3 separate regions of the Mus musculus genome follow, and all the other regions are linked to region 1. A link is a contact called in public Hi-C data. All regions are on one chromosome and are shown on one strand. The core of a region is the stretch at or near the end of the contact, and the rest is flanking DNA. Distances in the headings are between cores, read along the strand shown.

Region 1 (3,271 bases), core at 526-3,025:
AAGGAAAAGAAGAGAAAGTGTGTGTTCTGACACTAGAGTATTATTATGAATGTGACACCTCTAAAGTGTACAACTTGGAAAGTCAAAGCAACACAAATAATGTTTAAAGAGTTGTGACAATAACTATGGGTATAGCACCAAGTACAGAAGGCTTCCATGTCTCACCTCAAGTAGCTTACTTACACAAAGTGTCGTTTTCTCCAGAAGTTACAAATTCACCATTAATCTTTAACCACCTCAAAAAGATTCTTGGATGTTCTGCCTAAGATTCAAGTGTGAGACAGCTATGGAAACCACAGGAAGACTTAATATCAAGTACACTAAATTTGCTGGAATAACGAGTAAGAAAAACAACTACGATAATGGTTTGCTAAAAGAGATACAAACCCTCTAAAGATTATCAAAACAAAACAAAAATCCAACTTCCTGTTCCAAAGGCAGCAATAATGAAAACTCTTCACACCCACTGCACCCAACTCCATCTACAAGAGTGTCAGAACCGGCATGCAAAGGGTGAGTTTTATTTCCATAGATTTTTTAAATTGCTGTTCAGAAGTTGTCTAGCAAGACGGCATATTTCTACCAGAATTCCTCAGGGGCGCTGATCCTAACTAGAACGCAGAAGAGAATCCGTCTCAAGTTGCAGGTAAGTGTGAAAAAAGCTCAGGTCCTGGTCAGCGCACAAGAATCCAGCGCTGAAAGTATGGTTAAAAGTTGTTTCAACGGGCGTGGAACAGTTAGTACAGCTGTTTACAGCTCCAACTCCAAAGAGGAGCCTGCTAGTGCTGGCATCAGCTCGGGACACGAAGAAACAAGCACCACGGGCAGAGAAACTCACCAGGGGGCACGAGGGGCCAAGCTGCTCGCCGTTAGACGGCCACGGGGGCGGCGCAGGCACCTCCGCGCCCGGATGGGTGCAAGGCAGGCCAACTTTTCGCTAAGCAGCCCACACCTCCCCGGGGGCGGCGCGTGCAGGCTGGGCTTTCCAACTCCACGGGACCGGAGAGGGTCTGGATGAGCCAAGGCAGGAACCGAGAACAACCTGACCTGGACAACCTCTCCCCAGCACTCCGGCCCACTCCCAGCTCCTGCCCTGGAACTTGGCTCTGAGTGGCAGAGTCCCCTGAGCCCTGAGGCCCAGGCCCCCGCCCAACCGAGCAGGGGAGGGGGCCTCCAAGGCCGCCGCCCCTCCTAGGTGACTCACCTGGTGCCGGTCCTGGGAGTCAGGGGGGAGTGGATCTTCTCCCGGTTCCAAAGGCTGCTGTTGAAAGGACGGCTGCCCCAGGTGGCGGGTGATGGGACCCACCGGGTCGAGGCTCCCAGGGCTGCTTAGGGTGCCAGAGGTGCCAGGAGCACCCGGGCCACCGAGGCGGGACTCGGTTCCCCGTTCCCGCCGCAATTCGGACCGCAACTCTAGGTAGCAGCACAGCGTCAGCAGGTGGAGGGCCAGCGAGAGGCCAAAGAAACCCAGGAAGAGCCGGCAGCTGTTCCCTTCGCCCGCCCGAGCAGGGGCCCCGCGACAGCCGCAGCCCTGGCTGCCCCGCTCCCTTGGCGCTGCCGCAGGCAGGGGTTCCCTGCGCTCTACCTCTGGGTAGCCCATGGCCTCCAGAGACAACCACTATCTGAGGCCCGGGAGCCTCTGCCTCTGCCTCAGTCCTTCACGACCCCTGACAGGCGACTACTGTCCTGCCATCGGCTGGGGGCTGCAGGGACCCGTTCCTGAGCGACGGTGGCTGGGCGGGACAGAACAGGGAGCAGCCGCATGTGCAGCTCCACTCCGAGGGGTGGGAAAGGGAGGAGGAGGGGCGGGCGAGAGGGGCGGCGCGGCCAGAGAGGGAATGAGGGAGGAGGTCCTCACCTACCCCGCCCCATGCCTCAAGGGGCGGCCGGGACGCCCAACCACGGGCCCGCCAGGCCTGGCTGCCCCGCCCCCTGCCGTTCCACTCGGGCCTCCAGCCGTGGGGCGGGGCCTGGGGGCGTGGGGGTTCACCTCTGCCTGGCAGCCCCACCCAGCTCTTCCCGCTTGCCCCGTTGCAGTTGGTGAGGGCGGCTGTCGTTCATCTCTAGACTCCACCCCGGTTTAACCCTTCAGCGCCGCTATGGGGGAGGGCAGGAGGGGGAGGCTGAGAAGAATTTGGGAACCTTGGAAAGAACGTGGAGAAAAGAAAAGGAGGCAGAAACTAGCATTAATAGAAATGTTTGCAATTAACTGCAGTTGCTAATAACATCATCCAGTACTTATCTGTTGCTTTCAATCTTCAAAGCGTTTAACAGACGTTAAACTAATTAAAACAGTTCAGGGTTTGGAATGAAACCATGCCTGCTGTGTTTGCAATTCAATGGCTCGCCAGAAGAAAAGGAGACCTAGGAGCCTGGGAGCCAAACAGACTGGGAACAGGGCAACCTCACTCCTAAAATGAGTCTTGGGGCACAGTCTGAGGGCATAGAGAGGGTGCCTAGTGCCAAGTAAAACTGAAGTGATGCTGTCCGTTGAAGGCTAAAACCGTTTCCTAGGATTTCTTGATATAGTAATTCATTCAACAGATATGCATTGATCCCTTTCACAGTGCAGAAAGTACCGTGTGAGAGAACCCTCAGGCAAAAGTTTATCTTTTTCCAGAGCTGCACAAGTTTTGGAAGAACTTGAGCCTTCGAGGAGCAGGTGGGGAAACTGAGGGTCATGATGAGGTGAATTTTTACAGGGGTGGTCCACAGCATGGCCAGACACTATTGGCATCTGTATTCGCAGGCAACTGTTCTGGCCTCTCCACCCTTCCCATGCTTCCCCTGGAGTACTCCCTGGGGTAAGTTCAACAAGTCAGCCAAATGTTCCAGATGTACACTGCTGCAACGGCAGCATCTTCAACAGCTGCACCAATCAGAAACAGGGTCAGAGGGGGGAAAATGGCAAATGTCAGAACAATAGACCTGGAAATGAAGGATGGAAAAGATTAGTTGTCAAGAGTCACAATTGACAAGTGTTAGTAGTCTCAAATTTTAGAGAACTAAATAACTGTAGCAGAGCAAGCAGCCACTTTTTTTTTTACCCAGTAGGTACACTCATTTCCATGTAATTGAGAAATGAATAATTAGCAATTTTATTAACTTGAAGCAAGCGTAGTAAAAGCCACTGAGGAGGCTCAGTGGTGCGCCGGAGCACTTAAGGCTAGGCCTAAGACCTATGCTCATAAGGGAGAAGAAAAACACATAAGAGTGTAGAAAGGAGACAAAAGAGAAACAAAACCAAAAGCATATGGTGGGGAGGTCAGTG
Region 2 (3,271 bases), core at 446-2,945, 840 kb after region 1:
CTAGAAGCTCTGGTGCCTAGCTCAACTGGACCCCCGACGGGCACTGGATCGAACCCCCTTCTCAAACAAACCCTCTTCCACTCCGCCCTTCTCCACCCGCCGCCTTTGTGAGCCTGGAAGCAGCGCCCGCCTTTCTACCTCCCCGGCAGAGAGAAATGGGGGGGGGGGGGGAGTGTGCAAGAAGAGACGGCAAAGAGAAAGACAGGGAGGCAAACAGACAGGGAAGAAAGACAAATGAAAATGGGAGAAGCTGGAGAAGATATACAGATGCTGCCACTCGCCCCGGGGCGCTAGGTCCTGAGCCGCCCTGACACCTAAGCAAATGAGGAACCTGTGTTCTGGCCTGGTCCCTTGCTCAGGTCGATCTCACCCCTGGAGTGGCTGTGAGTGAAAACCACCACGTTCCCAGAGGCCCTGGAGTGGGCTGCTTACTCGCCCCCACCCAGCTCTCGGGTGCGCTCTGGAGCGCCCAGACATTCTATATCTGCCTGGTGTGACCAACAGACGCGATCCGGACTTGAGAGTAGGGCCAAACCGAAGGATCGAAACGCAGCTAAGTGCCCCCACCCCACCCTTCCGCACCCTACCCCGACTGCCCGCAAGAAAACACTAGAAAAGGCCAGATATAAAATAGGGCGCCGCACCTCCTACGGACAACCCCCCCCACGCACTTGGGGGTGCACGACCTCACCCCGAAGAAGTGCCTCCCACCCCCAGGGACCAGAGTAGATAAGTTACTCACTTAGGGTTAAGAGAGCTCCAGGACACGGGCTCCAGGTTCTTGGCCAACGGCGTGGCAAGCCGGCACAGCGTCAGCACGACCATAGCCACAAGCCACTTGCTGAGCCAACGCTGCCCAGGCCGGGCCATTTTCCCCGGGGCAGAATGCACTTCAGGATCCCCTAGCGCCTCCTCAGCAAAGCTCGCCTCGCCTGCCCGTGCCGCGCAGCGCTCGGAGCCACTCAGGCGCCCATCCTCCGCAGCCGCCGGCCTTGAAGCACTCCCCTCCCGCTGGCCTCGGGGTCGCTCTCCTTCGCCCGGCTGGCCAGGAGGACTCACTGGGCAGGCGTCCCCAACCCGCGCATGGGCTGCGGCCTCCGAGGACTTTCTTCCCTGGCCTCTCCGCCGCACGAGGCGCGACGGGGGCTCGCCGCCCCCGAGTGATCCCGCCGGATTCCGCTCGGCTCTCCCAGATTGTTTGAGACTGCAAGTCCTCTCCCCGATCGGGTCTCCCTGAAGAGCGCTCAGTGGCTGCCCCGACGCCTCGACCGTCCTGGGATTGACGCCTCTGGGAAGAAGAGGCGGGTTGTCTCCCAACAATGCGAGCTCGGTCCCCAGGCTCCCGACTGGGTCCCCCTAACACGGACTCCGTTCCTCCGGGCCACAGTGGGACTCCGCGCCGGCGCGTCCCACGACAGCTTCTACTTTAGCACCGGCCCTTCTCAGTATACTTAAAAGGCTAGTACGGCCCTGCCGAGCAAATCAGTCCCGTCGATTTGCACCTCTGAAGCCTCGGCCGGGTAGCCCGGCAGCCCGGTCGCCAAGTCCTTAATCCCCGGCGATTGAGCCCGAGTGTCTGCAGTCAGTGCGAATCACACACACCCCCCACTGCTGTCCAGCGCGCATAGACTCCCTCCGCTGCCGCTGAGCTTTCTACTCTCCTGCTCAGGCGAGCACAAGGCCAACCCTGCTCCTTCGAACCAATAGAAAGCTCTGTGACGGGGTCCTTGCCCCATACCACGCCCACAGAGCAGGAAGGGGTGGGGCTTCGGGGAGCTCATAAGGACGCTGCTCTCTCGATGGCACGAATCTGAATGTGCGGCTCTTGCGGTTATGCCTCTGTCCCGCTTAGTCTGGTTCCCAGGGAGTTCTAGGGAAGTTGGCGCTTCCCAAAAGCTGCTGGCCTGCTCTCATGCACACCCGGTCAGCACCCGGCCCACTGACCTAGAGCAGACAAACCCTGTCCCAAGTACCTCCAGAAAGCACCGTCCTTGTGTTCTTTTTATACACACAAACACACCCCACATGCGCATACTCGCGTACCAGCCCCAGAATCCCACTCGGTGCCCACTTCTGTCAGCCTGCCTGCTCCCAGTCCAGTCACTACCTACACTCTGTTGGACCCCGTCTTCCTGTCCTCGTAATGCACTCCTTTTTTGCATTGACCACGACAAGAGTCTATTAGACTATTAGAGGTTAGAGCTATGGGCAGTGGAGACTCAGAAAAAGTATTGTGTCCAAAGGGGAGGAGGAATTTATTTGCATCTAGTGAACCAAGCCTTTAAAATTTTCATCTTCGAGAGCGAGCCCTTTGAGACCCTCCACCCCAAACTCCAGGCACACAGATTTAGTCAGTCCTGTCTGAAGGCATACGAAAGGGCCAGGAGCAGGCAAGTAGGGACGAGAGGTCACAAACTGTACAGAAAGCTCTAGGACAGGGGAGAAAGGAGCAGAAGAGAAGCCTTTTGAAAGAGCAAAAGCAGGCATCTGGGCCCTGAGATTCCGGACTCCAGCCTTTCCCGGCCTCGGCCTCACCATCTGGGTCTTTGTCTCCCAGCACTGGCCCATTCTCTCCGCCCCTCCTTGTCTCTTTGCTTATAATTTGGCTCAATCCCATAGCTCAGACCCTCCCGGTCTGACCTACTCGCTTTTCTCAGGTCCCAGCGGACGTACCCACGTGCTAATGTCTCCCCCTGCTGGCCTTCTATAGACTTGCGGGCTCCCGGGATAAGCGGAGGCCTCCCACCTAGAGCCTGCTGAGCAAGTCTGGCACTCAAAGCGCTCAGAGGTAGGCATGGCAGTAGCAAGAGCCGGCCACTGGCCACTCATGTAAGAAAGGTGGGAAAGATCTGGGCTTGGGGACTTCAAAGGTTAGAAAGGCTTCCTATATTCGCGCCCCTCCTTTTTCTCCTCCTCGCTGCCTCCTCTTTTCTTTTTGTAATGAATCGGGTTCTAACTTTAGACTTACTAGGCAAGGTAAGAAGGACCAAAGAACCAAATTCCAGTTCCTTCTTGTTGCTTCTCTATGGAGATAACGGTCTGAGCCCCATCCTTTAGGGGCTTTGCCATTTATGAGTTCCATGTCCATTCTTGAGTCCTTCACTGCATCATCTAATCATCTCTGTCGTTCTAGTGGGGGCATCTATGTGGGGTTCTCCCACCTTTGGAGCCAGAGACCTTGCAACATTCAATGGCTCTGGGTACACACTCTAGGGCCTTTGTTTTCCCAATTGGACTCTGCACTGGGATGCAAGCAGAACAAGGAGAGATA
Region 3 (3,271 bases), core at 465-2,964, 790 kb before region 1:
CTAAGCTCTCTCACATCTGTGGGTACCCATAAGGGCCATGTCCCACTCAGAGAAGACCCTGCATTAGGGCAGCTACCCTTTGCCTGGTTCCAGGCAATATGCCTGCTTTGGAGCAAGAAGGCTTGTTTAACACCCCCTGCCCCCCAACCCCCCGCAGCACACACTTCAGAGCAGCTTGGACAAAAGAGTCTGTCCTTCTCAGCAGCATCTCAGCCTTGCTTGGGATGTGTCTTGCCCCCCCCCCTTTTGCCTGTTAAGCGCTTCTCATCAGGGACAACACACACACACACACACACACACACACACACACACGTGTACACTCTTGAAGCCACATGCTTACACACATATACATGGAGACACCCTCGGGCGAACACAGCTATCCCTGCAGCCTCATCGACAGAGACACCTTCACATTCAGAGACACATCCTCACATATCCATGTGCACGTTCACACACAAAGGGACTGGGATGGAGAGGGACTCATGGTATGGAGAGATGACGCTCAGCCATCTGGGCACATGGGTTCTGATACATACATTCACACAAGCTCCATTGCTTTCTTCCACACACCCCAACATACATACAAACACATATGTCCCCCCCACGCAGAGCACCATGCCCCCTCCTCCCCTCCTATGGAGACACACACCACATACAACCCCCGCAGAACCTCCCGCCCCCTGCCAGACACAGAGACACTGCCACCCCCCCGCCCTGCACTGAGACAAACCCAAATCCCCCACACTAGAAAAATGTGCCCCTCCGCCATACCATCACCCCCTGATACAAACAGCTCCTCCCAATCCCCTCCAAACGGAGACCCCCTAAACAGACACACATAGAAGATGTATTTTCAACAGTCTCTCTTTGGTCAGCTGCTAAAGGCTCAGATCCATAGACTTGGAGCCCCAGCAACCTCTACTGCTCCCCAGACTTCCTAGACCCCAATCCCTAGTCCTTTGGGTTGTCCCACCAGCCTCCCCTCCTCCTCATCTGCCGGTCCTTACCTGCTCATACCAGTCCCGGTTGGTACAGGTGCACTCGGGCCACCAGCCGGGGCCACTGCCGTTGAGTTTTGGGGTGCTCTTGCCGGGGACTGGCTTAGGGGGCACTGGCCCCACATCTCGGCCTGTGGGGATGAGCTTGGCCTTGGTGCGAGGGGTGGGGGTAGCCCCTGCCTGTGAAGGCAGGGTCTGCGAGCTGTAGCCTCCATAACCGGAGCTAGCCCCATTGCCCCCACTTGGCCCATAGGGGTCCGGCACCTGCCAGTCCCCGTAGCCAGGAGGCTCAAGACGCCGCAGGGCGGCCAGGCGGGTCACCTCATAGCACTCGGGGCACTTACAGCAGTGCTGGTGCTTGTGCATGGCACTGCCCCCCGCGGCTCGGACCCCCCAGCCCACGCCAGTTTCCACGCCGCCGCCGCCGCCGCCGGGCTCCCTAGCACACTCGCACTGCTCAGACCAAGAAGGAGGGGGCACCCGTGGGGGTGCCCTGGCTGAGCGGGGCCTGGGGCCGGGCGGGCGTCCTGGGGCCTCTGCCCCCACGCTGCCCCGCACCCATGGCTCCCCCTCCAGCACTGGCGGCTCCGTGTCGCCCGTTGTGGCTTCTGGGCCGAGGCCCAGCGGCAAAGAAGAATCGGGCGCCCAGGCAAAGGCTAGGTGCGGCGAGAACCTCTTCTGCTCAGGTCCCCAGGATGGATCTGAGTGGAGTCAAGAGCATCTCTCCCTGGCTCCCTTCTCAATTGATTCCAGCCAATCAGAGCGCAGAGTCAGGCAGCGGCAGCGGCAGCAGCAGGAATGCTAAACAGCGGCTTCTTAAAGGAGCAGAAGCAGAGGCGCCCCCCCACCCCCCGGACTCAGACACATCTCCCCTATTCTGTGGAGTTACTGGCAACCCTAGTCTAGGTGGCTGAGATTTGGGCCACTAGAGAGCTGAAGAGTATGATCCTGCGATCCTGTGTTCTCGTGTTGCCAATTTCAGGCTGTCTTCTGCCCGCTCCACCCCGCCCCACTGGCAAGAGGGAGTTGCAGTGAGATGCTCAATGGGTCCCTAAGCTTGCTCTAAGCTAGGGCCATCAGAAGTAAAGGCAGCAATAGAACCGATCAAAGGGGCATCTGGACAGGGTGCGCGAAGTGCTGCCTCCTGCAGGGGACCAAGGAAAAGGGCAGCATCCAGGTCTGTCAGCGCATCCTCATCAGGACCATTGTTCTTTCATTTCCTAGGCCCTGTAATGAGTATCTCTCACAGTCGACCTTTCTTACATCACCAGTGAGAGACTAACCTCAGAACCGGCAACGAGAGAAAACTATTTATGCCTGCCTCCGACACTTCTGCCTCCACTCCATGGTTATGTTAGGGAAAAGAGGCTTGAAATGTTACGAGGAAAGGGAGTTCGGGTACAAGGAAGTGGTAAGAAAAGATCTAAAGTGAAAGAAGCCAATTCTTTGGTTCTGGCACAGCACCCAGGAATCCCGATTGAAGGAGGTCTCCTTGACTTCTCCTCGCTCACGCTGTTGGAAGGTGGGGAAAGGGTAATCATAAGACAGAAAGAATCTTTTTTTTTTTTTGAGACAGAGTGATCATCCTGCCTCAACTACTTGATTGGTGATATTACAGGTGCCACCCAGGCTAGCTTTTTGTTTCTGTCCTTGTTTTATCTTTAGCAGACAATGACTGAATCGTTACAAAGTCTGAGGTGCAAACAAAAGTCTCTATCAAGGCAGTACTAAAGGTACCTCCATTCTACCAATAAGAACTGTAAGCTCAGCGGTGCTAACACAACTAGGTAGCATAACTGAGAGATGAAAGTTCTTGCCATTTGACTGGAACCCATGCTCTAAACTACTCAGATAAGCACTGTGCTCTAAGTTCTGCAGATTTTAGGTCTCCGTTTCATTTAACAGACATTAATTGAGCACTTACCCGGTGTAAAGCCATCACATGGGTGTTGTGAATAGAGACTTGGGCTTAATTCAACAGATGTTCATGCCAAACACTGTTCTAGAATATAGTAATAGAACAATACGATATACAACAAACAGACCCAGTCCCTGAGAGGATGTAGACAAACGTAAGTGCAACAAAGAACAGAAAACCATATAGTTATGGTAACTAGCCATGGTTGTCAACTTCAGTAGAATTAGAATCACCTAGAAGATACGCATTGGGCATATCTGTGAGGGCATTTCAAGTGCGGATGAACAGACCTTCAGTGGGAGTGGCATCTTCCAATGGGTCACCCAGATACAGAGAGGTCTGAGTAAAATGCAGC

What was found. Hi-C and Micro-C count contacts between places; a contact is called where the count stands out from the background.
Region 2: a Hi-C map of cerebral cortex shows a contact between it and region 1, with 15 times the contacts expected there. The contact joins the promoter of Efnb1 here to the promoter of Eda in region 1. A contact is called at or near these places in 5 of 39 promoter capture datasets (the 3T3-L1 cell line, hippocampal neurons, liver and 2 more), 7 of 484 Hi-C or Micro-C datasets (3T3-L1-derived adipocytes, cerebral cortex, cortical neurons and 4 more) and 1 of 115 datasets of contacts at active chromatin or transcription factors (astrocytes).
Region 3: a Hi-C map of uterus shows a contact between it and region 1, with 3 times the contacts expected there. The contact joins the promoter of Dlg3 here to the promoter of Eda in region 1. A contact is called at or near these places in 2 of 39 promoter capture datasets (hippocampal neurons and pre-B cells) and 1 of 484 Hi-C or Micro-C datasets (uterus).

The regions. Positions count from the first base shown.
Region 1 is chrX:99,974,110-99,977,380 of GRCm38.p6, reverse strand. Eda (ectodysplasin-A) reads right to left here and starts at 1,775. Exons shown (of 8, transcript NM_001177937.1): 1 at 1,205-1,775. The coding sequence starts at 1,600.
Region 2 is chrX:99,134,485-99,137,755 of GRCm38.p6, reverse strand. It overlaps Efnb1 (ephrin B1), which reads right to left and starts at 1,695. Exons shown (of 5, transcript NM_010110.5): 1 at 743-1,695. The coding sequence starts at 870.
Region 3 is chrX:100,766,165-100,769,435 of GRCm38.p6, reverse strand. Dlg3 (discs large MAGUK scaffold protein 3) reads right to left here and starts at 1,714. Exons shown (of 21, transcript NM_016747.4): 1 at 1,008-1,714. The coding sequence starts at 1,364.